Linked DNA regions of Danio rerio: regions 2 and 3 are each linked to region 1. A link is a contact called in public Hi-C and HiChIP or PLAC-seq data. All regions are on one chromosome and are shown on one strand. Each heading gives the region's core, a stretch centred on a gene start, on an enhancer-like site or on the middle of the called end of the contact. The rest is flanking DNA. Distances are from core to core; before and after follow the strand shown. Region 1 holds the start of zbtb11 (zinc finger and BTB domain containing 11). Region 2 holds the start of zgc:172121. Region 3 holds the start of tmem131 (transmembrane protein 131).

The links. A called contact is a pair of places that touch in the nucleus more often than the background predicts. HiChIP or PLAC-seq counts read pairs in DNA pulled down with a chosen protein or histone mark.
Region 2: an H3K4me3 HiChIP or PLAC-seq map of gastrula embryo shows a contact between it and region 1, with 5 times the contacts expected there. The contact joins the promoter of zgc:172121 here to the promoter of zbtb11 in region 1. A contact is called at or near these places in 11 of 18 Hi-C or Micro-C datasets (caudal fin, embryo, fibroblasts and 4 more) and 3 of 4 datasets of contacts at active chromatin or transcription factors (caudal fin, embryo and gastrula embryo).
Region 3: a Hi-C map of hematopoietic stem cells shows a contact between it and region 1, with 2.5 times the contacts expected there. The contact joins the promoter of tmem131 here to the promoter of zbtb11 in region 1. A contact is called at or near these places in 2 of 18 Hi-C or Micro-C datasets (caudal fin and hematopoietic stem cells).

Annotation. Positions count from the first base shown.
Region 1 is chr6:31,662,576-31,665,275 of GRCz12tu, reverse strand. zbtb11 (zinc finger and BTB domain containing 11) reads left to right here and starts at 1,334. Exons shown (of 10, transcript NM_212650.2): 1 at 1,334-1,828. The coding sequence starts at 1,519.
Region 2 is chr6:31,790,832-31,793,531 of GRCz12tu, reverse strand. It overlaps zgc:172121, which reads right to left and starts at 1,262. Exons shown (of 9, transcript NM_001114914.1): 1 at 1,058-1,262; 2 at 744-823; 3 at 605-672. The coding sequence starts at 1,061. It overlaps nme7 (NME/NM23 family member 7), which reads left to right and starts at 1,089. Exons shown (of 12, transcript NM_130929.2): 1 at 1,089-1,381. The coding sequence starts at 1,379.
Region 3 is chr6:31,883,301-31,886,000 of GRCz12tu, reverse strand. tmem131 (transmembrane protein 131) reads left to right here and starts at 1,346. Exons shown (of 41, transcript XM_005165961.6): 1 at 1,346-1,487. The coding sequence starts at 1,367.

The DNA of each region.
Region 1 (2,700 bases), core at 85-2,584:
CTGGTTTTCAGCCATTTCCAGCCTGGTCTTAGCTGGTCAGGCTGGAAAATGACCAGCCAAATCCAGCTAAAACCAGCTTGACCAGCCTGGTTTAAGCTGGATATAGCTGGTTCTGGCTGGACTCCCTGCTTGGCTAGGCTGGTCAAGCAGGTTTTAGCTGGTCATGTCCCAGCCTGACCAGCTAAGACCAGGCTGGAAATGGCTGGAAACCAGCCTTGAAGTGGCCAAAACCCCTCTAAAACCAGCCTGGTCGACCAGCTAAAACCAGCCAACCAGCCTAGGCTGGTTTAAGCTGGATTTTTCAGCAGGGAAGATTAATAATAACCCAAGATAAATTTCCAATACAAGCTAGTAGAAATTATGTGTCTTTTCTTTTTTCCAAGAGCTCTATTATTGAATTAAGAACAATGTTTCTTTCCTTCCCCATACCCCCCAAAGCTAAAAAAATGACACTTTAAAATATTCAATTATATTTATATACACATTTTCATAATTTCTTAAGACACAGATTTTATTTTGATTACAACATTTGTACATTCTGTGAAGTTGATATTGAAACAACTGCACATTTATTTTTTGACTGGTAATTTAGCAAAACCTCCTATTCATTTGAGTGGTAAAGGTTTCTCTAAAGTTGTCCTTGCAATTTTCTATAAATTATATTTTATTTGGTTTAAAAGGGGAAGATGTTAATATTTCGTGTGTATTGAAAAATGTTTTAATTTTGGAAAAATTGTTTTATTGATAAATGCAAGAGCCCTAAAACAAAACTTTTTCCAAATGGAATTTTGATAATACTGTAAATCTTTAAAGTTAAAGTTAAAATCTAAAATGTTTTATTTGTATTATTATCCTTTTGATTTGATTATTATTTTTGCTCTGCTCTGTAAATGTAGATGAAAGTTGTTAATCGAATTTTGCCTTGTTGTATTTGTGTTATAATCATCTCCCCCACAAATCCAAAAACATGTGGCATAGGTGTATTGGATGAACTAATTGACCATATGTACGTGTGTGAATAAGGGTGTATGGATGTTTCCCAGTGATAGGTTGCAGTTGGAAGGGCATCTGCTGCGTAAAACATATGCTGGATAGTCTGGCGGTTCATTCCGCTGTGGCGTCCCCAGATTAATGAAGGGACAAAGCCGAAAAGAAAATGAATGAATGCTCAGGTTATAATGCAACAAAAAAAGAATGTTCTTGTTGGTAAACAGCGCGCTCTGCCGTTTCCGTGACGCTCTACTAGTGCGAAGTGTGTGGCTGCTTTCGCCATTTCAAACGCAACATCCGGTTGTGCAGCAGCCATTTTGTCTGTTCATGCAAGTCTACCCCACACGGTCAAGAACTGACGTTCCCCCTTGGAAAACATTTCAGAAATATCAACCTCGATACATTTCTGGATCATCCATGGAAGTGCAAAAGGGCTGAAAAAATACGTCATTGAATTCTGCGCTCGAGAATACCTCTCATTGGCCGATGTGTCTTGTTTTTGTTGCGTGAGCGTCATTAATCGGGGTAATGTCGAGCGAGGAGAGTTATTTAGCCATCCAGCGCTACTTGACCGATGAACGCGAGCCGTACGCGCCGGGCACGCACGGCAACACCAAGAGGAAGATCCGAAAGGCAGCAGCCTGTTACATAGTGCGCAATGGAATCCTTTACTATCAGCGTCGGCAGAAAGGCTTGGATGAGTTCACGGAGCTGGAAGTGGTGCTGACGGCCGACAGGCGGAAGGAACTGATCACGGAGGCGCACATCACGTCCGGAGGGGAACACCTCAACCAGCAGCAGACGTGGGAAATCATCTCCCAGAAATACTGGTGGAGAGGTACGATAATCACTGCTTTAATGAGCAAGAAGCTTCCAGACTGATGCCACACTGCTCTGTGATGCTGTCTGACAGCTGGTGTCATGTTGATGTTTCTGGCACAGTCTGTCATGCTAGGTTTATAATATAAGTTGGTCAGGTAGGATGAATCAGGCAGTTTGAAAAGACGATTTGCTATTATCATAGTTATTAATACGCCAGTGAGATAGATTAACAGACATAACTTACAGGGGTAAGAGATGAAAATGTTTTTTAAGCATCCAAAAATGTCAATACAGACTTGATTTCTTCCCAGAAAGTGTTTGGTTTATTTGTGTTTTTACTGTAGAGTAGAAGTTTTTCCTGTTAAGTAGTAGAAACACGTAAAACACAAATAGTAACATTAGTTTATACATCATAATACGCTTGACTGGAATATATAGAACAATAATAATTTGATTAAATAATAAAGTACTATTTGAGGATTGCAGCGAAAAAACAAAAACAAAATGGTAATTTATTGTCTTTGTAAATGCACGATTTGCCACTTGTTACAAACTATTAAAATATATAAAAATAAAGTTTCTAAGGGCCAACATTTTTATTTTAAATATGTTAGAAATGTTATTGGTATTTTACAGAATAAAACTAGTGTTCAGTACAACATTTTTTGACAATTACAGCATTTGTATGCAAAAAATAACTAAATGTGTCATGTTTTTTTCCCCACAGACATGTTTACATACATTTTTAGACAACACAATATTTTAACTTTTAAGAATTTATTTTTTTCTTCTAATTTTAAATGACAACAAAAGAAAGCGGTTGTCATCTGACTGTCTTTGTAAAAAATCTCCAAATTACTATTTTTATTATTATTTATTTATTTACTT
Region 2 (2,700 bases), core at 13-2,512, 130 kb before region 1:
AATATTTGGAGTTCAAATTAATGAAAGCAAATGTTCAACTGTCAAAGTCTGGGATTTGTTAAGATGTTGAATAATGCATTTTAAGCACACTTAGGCTGGGTAGAAACTATGTAGTACACAACGTAATATTGTGAAATATTATTAGAATCTTTTTACTTTTATTATTAGAAATTTTATTCTATTTTTACATTTAAAGATGTAATTTATTCCTATGATGACATCTGATTCTAATATACTGATTTGATGCTAAATAATCAACAGAAACTAGTCAACAGAAAGTTAAGAAGAACACAATTAACTTGAAACATAAATACTTTTAAAGGTTATTGCATTTAATATTTAAAAGTATTGGTACTTTTATTCAGTTACATTAAATGTGTAGTTTCCTAAATTTAGTCCTAAAAATAAGTGCACTGCACGTCTGTATTTTTATCAGCACCTTGATAATTATCTGCCACAAGGACAGTTCTGAAAGCAAAAGGTATATACTCATAAAAACACTATTTTAAGAGTTACATGTAGTATAAGTAATGTTAATTTTAATGGTTTACATCAGATATAAACAACGTTCATTGCTTAACAGCACAAAGAAGCTTGTAATTACCTGTAATGGACATCCTTAATAGCCTGTGGATCTGTATGCAGAACTCGTGCACTCCACAGTGGATCTCCCTGCAGTACACAGTACGAGTTTACCATTAAATTACTGACAATAGGTCTGTGTGTCATAATAACTAATTTACCTGTAACTGAAATCCACTTGCTTCGAGTTCTGTTGCTAGACCGCCATCTAAAATGAATGGACTGGAATCCATTTCAGCTGCTGAAATGAGTGGACATACCTTCAGCTTTAAACATTAAACCATTTTATGGAGAGAGTAAAAGACCCTTGTCTTGTATTATATAATGCTTGTGACATTTTAAGCTAAATCTAATGTTAGAAGGATATTAAACCGTCTAACATTTAAATATTTTCCACATAGCTCGAGATATTATTGCATAGCTCAGCAATGAACACTGAAGCATAACTAGTGTTAAAAACCCAACCATAACAAACCCATGTGCGCGCGCGTCAGTTGGCGGTAAAGGTCAGAAACGAACGCTTCCGGGTTACAGTGAGAATCGAACTAAGCAAAATATTCAACCCCCAGTCGTCTGTTTACTGAGTAGACTTCACAAATAGAAGTTGTCTTAATGTTAAAAAGGCTACGCGTTAACTGGGAGTCCGTTTCATTGCTTTATTTGTCATTAGCACGTTTGATGTTGTTGCTATGGTGATGGTGGCACATAACAGCGAGGATAAAGGAAGACGACCCACCTTCTCTTAAACAACAAACAACAGTCATTATCATTATCCATTTAATAACAAAATTCACACATGGTAAGTGGAAAATATTTTTACTGAGTTTTTAGATATGTTTGATGAAGAACTAAACTCATAGGATCATGAATGGTTATTTTAGTTTTAGCGGAAGTCATTTGCTTTTTAGCAATTCTTATTTTTTATTGTTCAGTGTCTCTAACGTACTGAGATGAACAAAGTCACAAAACCCACTATATCAAATATGTGTTGTGTGCACTAAATATAACAAATGCAACGTGCTAAACATCTCATGTGAACTGTAAGTTAATCTAACTTAGTTAATCGAGGTTACAAAAAATAAACTGGAAACTAGTTGGCTGTTTAAAGTTTTGTTAAATGAAGAATGTTTATCATGATACACTAAACAAAACGGTGTTTATAAACTTGGAATATTTGTATTGTTTTGACATATCAAACGCTGTTATTTGGTCCACCACTTGATGTCACTGTTTTCCTCCAGAAGAAATAGTTATTGGAGAAGTTGCTTTCAAAAGAAATCTCTGGCTCCTGACTGAATATGGTTTGGTGGACATTTGTAAGTTGCTTAATTTGTTATGTATCTGAAAAGTAGTTGTGTGGCCTCAGGCTCTACAACATCACAATGAAATGAAAGACGCCATATTCAGTCAGAAACTTTAATGTCAGTGTGTGGAAAAAAACATGCTTTTTTAGTGTCATTTCCACAACAGACTAAACCCTGTTATTCTGTGGGTAACGGGATATCTTCGCCATCGTCTTCTTTCTCTGTTGTGCACCTACACTGTTTATTTTCCAATTCACATTCGGTCTCCTTAATAGTGTACATTGATCCATCTCCACGCAGACAGCATGAAATGTTTGCAGTGATAGCATAGGGCCACAGCAGGTGTCTGAGAAAGTCCAAGAAGGGCTCTTGAGAGGAAAGCCCTACTTTTCACTGTGTTAGAGGCGGTGGATAAGCCTAGCTATTTCCAGTTAATTCTGCCCAGGTTCATTTACAGGAGTCAGTGATTTAGCTCTTATAGAATGTTCATTTAGATCCACCTTAAAGTGTGTTCAAATCATTTTGGTTTTATGATACAAAACCGTTAGGATGCAGTTTGTAATGGGAACATTTAAAGAAAAGACCTTTAGTCATTCTGAATAGACATGCATATGTACATTAAATTTGGCACAGGCAAATGTGGACATTTAATAGCAGTCCATGTTATGTACCTTACAAAATAATCTTTCAGACTAGAGAAATGAAACAACGTGACCATGGAAAGTAGGATAATTTTTCAGGATAAAAATTTCAGTGACCTTTATGATTGTCTTTATTGTAGTTAAAATAATGTTTTAAATTATTTTTACTGTTT
Region 3 (2,700 bases), core at 97-2,596, 220 kb before region 1:
TTTTCAGTTTCATGAAAATGAATATGCTGAATATGCATGCATGCCAATTTTAATTTTTTTCAATGTTGACATTCAGTTGACATTTTTGATTTTTGAATGCAATTCTACATAATATTTATATTCACTTGACATGTAATTGGTATTCTAGGAAAAGATTATGAATATGTGCAGCTGGTTTGTGTGAGCTTTTTTACATGGGTTATGTTTTTCCTGTTCATAGGAGCTGATTTGCATTACGATCTTCAGGCTGTGTATACAGGCATGCTAAACAAATTATTCAAAAAACAATTCATGACCATTTATTCTGTCATTTTACGTTGTGTATAAAAAACTATGAAAAAAAGGAGAAATGCTTATAAAACAAAGAACAATTAATTATTATTTTGTAAATTGCAGTTTTTTAATAGAAACAACAACAACAACAACAACAACAATAATAATAGTGAAATATTAGGAAGTGTTTTTAGGCTTTTACACACAATACAATTCAACACTTATTATTTATTTGGTTAAATGCATGAATTATTATCATTGTTTGTAAATCTATGATTCATTAATGTATTTTATTATAAACTACAAATTATTATTATTATTATTATTAATTAAAATAGATACAAATGGAATTACATTTATTATTATCATTATCATTATTATTAATACAACAATAAAAATAATAATAATAATAATAATACAACAACTACTACTACTACTACTACTACTAATAATGAGAATAATAATAGAAATATCTTTGGTGTTTTTATGCTTTTACATATATTTTTATTTGGCTAAAAGCATGAAGTAAACATTGTTATTTTTACCTTTTTATTATTCAGAGTTTGCAACTTGAGGTTTCATATTTTTATTCCATTATAAATGTTTTATTATTATTATTGTTAATAAAATAATACAGCTACTATAAATAATTTAAATAATAAATGGAATTACAATAATAATAATATAATAATATAATAATAATAATAATAATAATAATAATAATAATATAATAATAATAATAATAATAATAATAATAGTAATAATAATTAATTATTTGTTGTTGTTGTTATCATTTCATGGGAATAACTAGTTACAGCCCCCCCCCCCCCCCCATCCCACAATCCCCCCCCCAAAAAAACTAATTTTAATAGCCTTTATGTAAGTGTAGATAATTTTAACCATTTTGTGTGTTCAGTTCAACCCTGTTAAATTTTTTAGGGTTGAATAATAACGGTGTTGATTGCAGAAAAATTGAGTCCGTCATACTGTAGTTTCTATCAGATCCTCCGGGTGTCGCGCGTGAGTGAACTCGTGAGCTCTGTTTATATGAGCGCGCACAGGACGCGCGCACGGCTAAAGAAACAGCAGCAGGATGGCGAGCAAGGACACAACACAGAGTTCCCTACATCCGACACGAACAAAATCAGCATGTGTTGGACTTCTGCGCCTTTTATTTATTGCATTTATTCACGTGGCACAGGCGAACAAACAAGGTAACCACCTGAAGCGTGTTGTATGTTTTCCACTGTGTTTCGTGAGTCTGTATGCTTGTACACACACCGCGGCTTCACTGCAAGCTAATGACTGTTAGCTTCGAGCCTTTGGCGTGTTAAAGAATTAAATAAATATTTAATCAAGCGTTATCCATCAGATTAAAATCACAGATCTGGCTTGGTTGGATGACTGTTCTAACCGTTTTTATTTTGTTGACTTAAAGCTGCTGGACAGTGTACAGAGACGTTAGTTTAGCTTGAGTATTAAAGCTAACAGGCTTAGTCATATTACGTTAGCGAGCACGCTGAACATGTCTGAAGTTATTCTCTCTTTGAAAACTAAACACAACAATGAATAATGTTTACAGAATGCTAACCTATCCATGACTGGTTTTCAGCTTTATAATACCTCTTAAACGAATGGTTCACTCGCTGCGCTGGTCACTAGTTCTTGTAATTAACGTTTGGTTGTTTTGGCTAATAAGTGCGGCAGGGGTTTCAACAACGAGTTTATTTTACACTAGATATAACGTTCGTGAGGTTTTAAACCTCGAAACGTCTAATAACGCGATGTTATGTGGACGTGTTAGTGGTAAAAGTAAAGTTTTAATGTGAGAGTTTAGTTCTGAGGCCCAGTCTGTCAGTCAGTGACATGTCAACTAACTCACAGAGGAAGGAGGAGGAGACTGCATACTGCAAGTTCATGCAAGTTTTTTTTTTTTTTTTACTATATTTTATCTTGTTGCTTAGGCACAGTTAAATACTTGTGTGTTACTGCTTGTGAGTTTTGCAGAGATTTGTCACTAAGCAATATATTATATTGATACAGAGCTGTCTTATAGCGTTTAAAGTGATGGTTCACCCCACCAATAACACAATTAAATCACCATTTACCCACCCTTGCTTGTTTTAAACCAGCGATGTCCAAACTCGGTCCTGGAGAGTTTAGCTCCAACTCTAATCAAACACACCTGAACCAGCTAATCAAGAACTTACTATATACTAGAAACTTCCTGGCAGGTGTGTTGAAGCAAGTTGGAGCTAAACTCTCTAGGACAGAGTTTGGACCCCCCTGTTTTAAACATTTATAAGATTCTTCTGTTAAACACAAACAACACTTTTGGAAAATGCCTGAACCCTGAAACAATTGACTTTCCCAGTATTTGTTTTTTTCTGCCGTAGTCGCAGCTTTCTTTAAAATATCTTCTTTAAT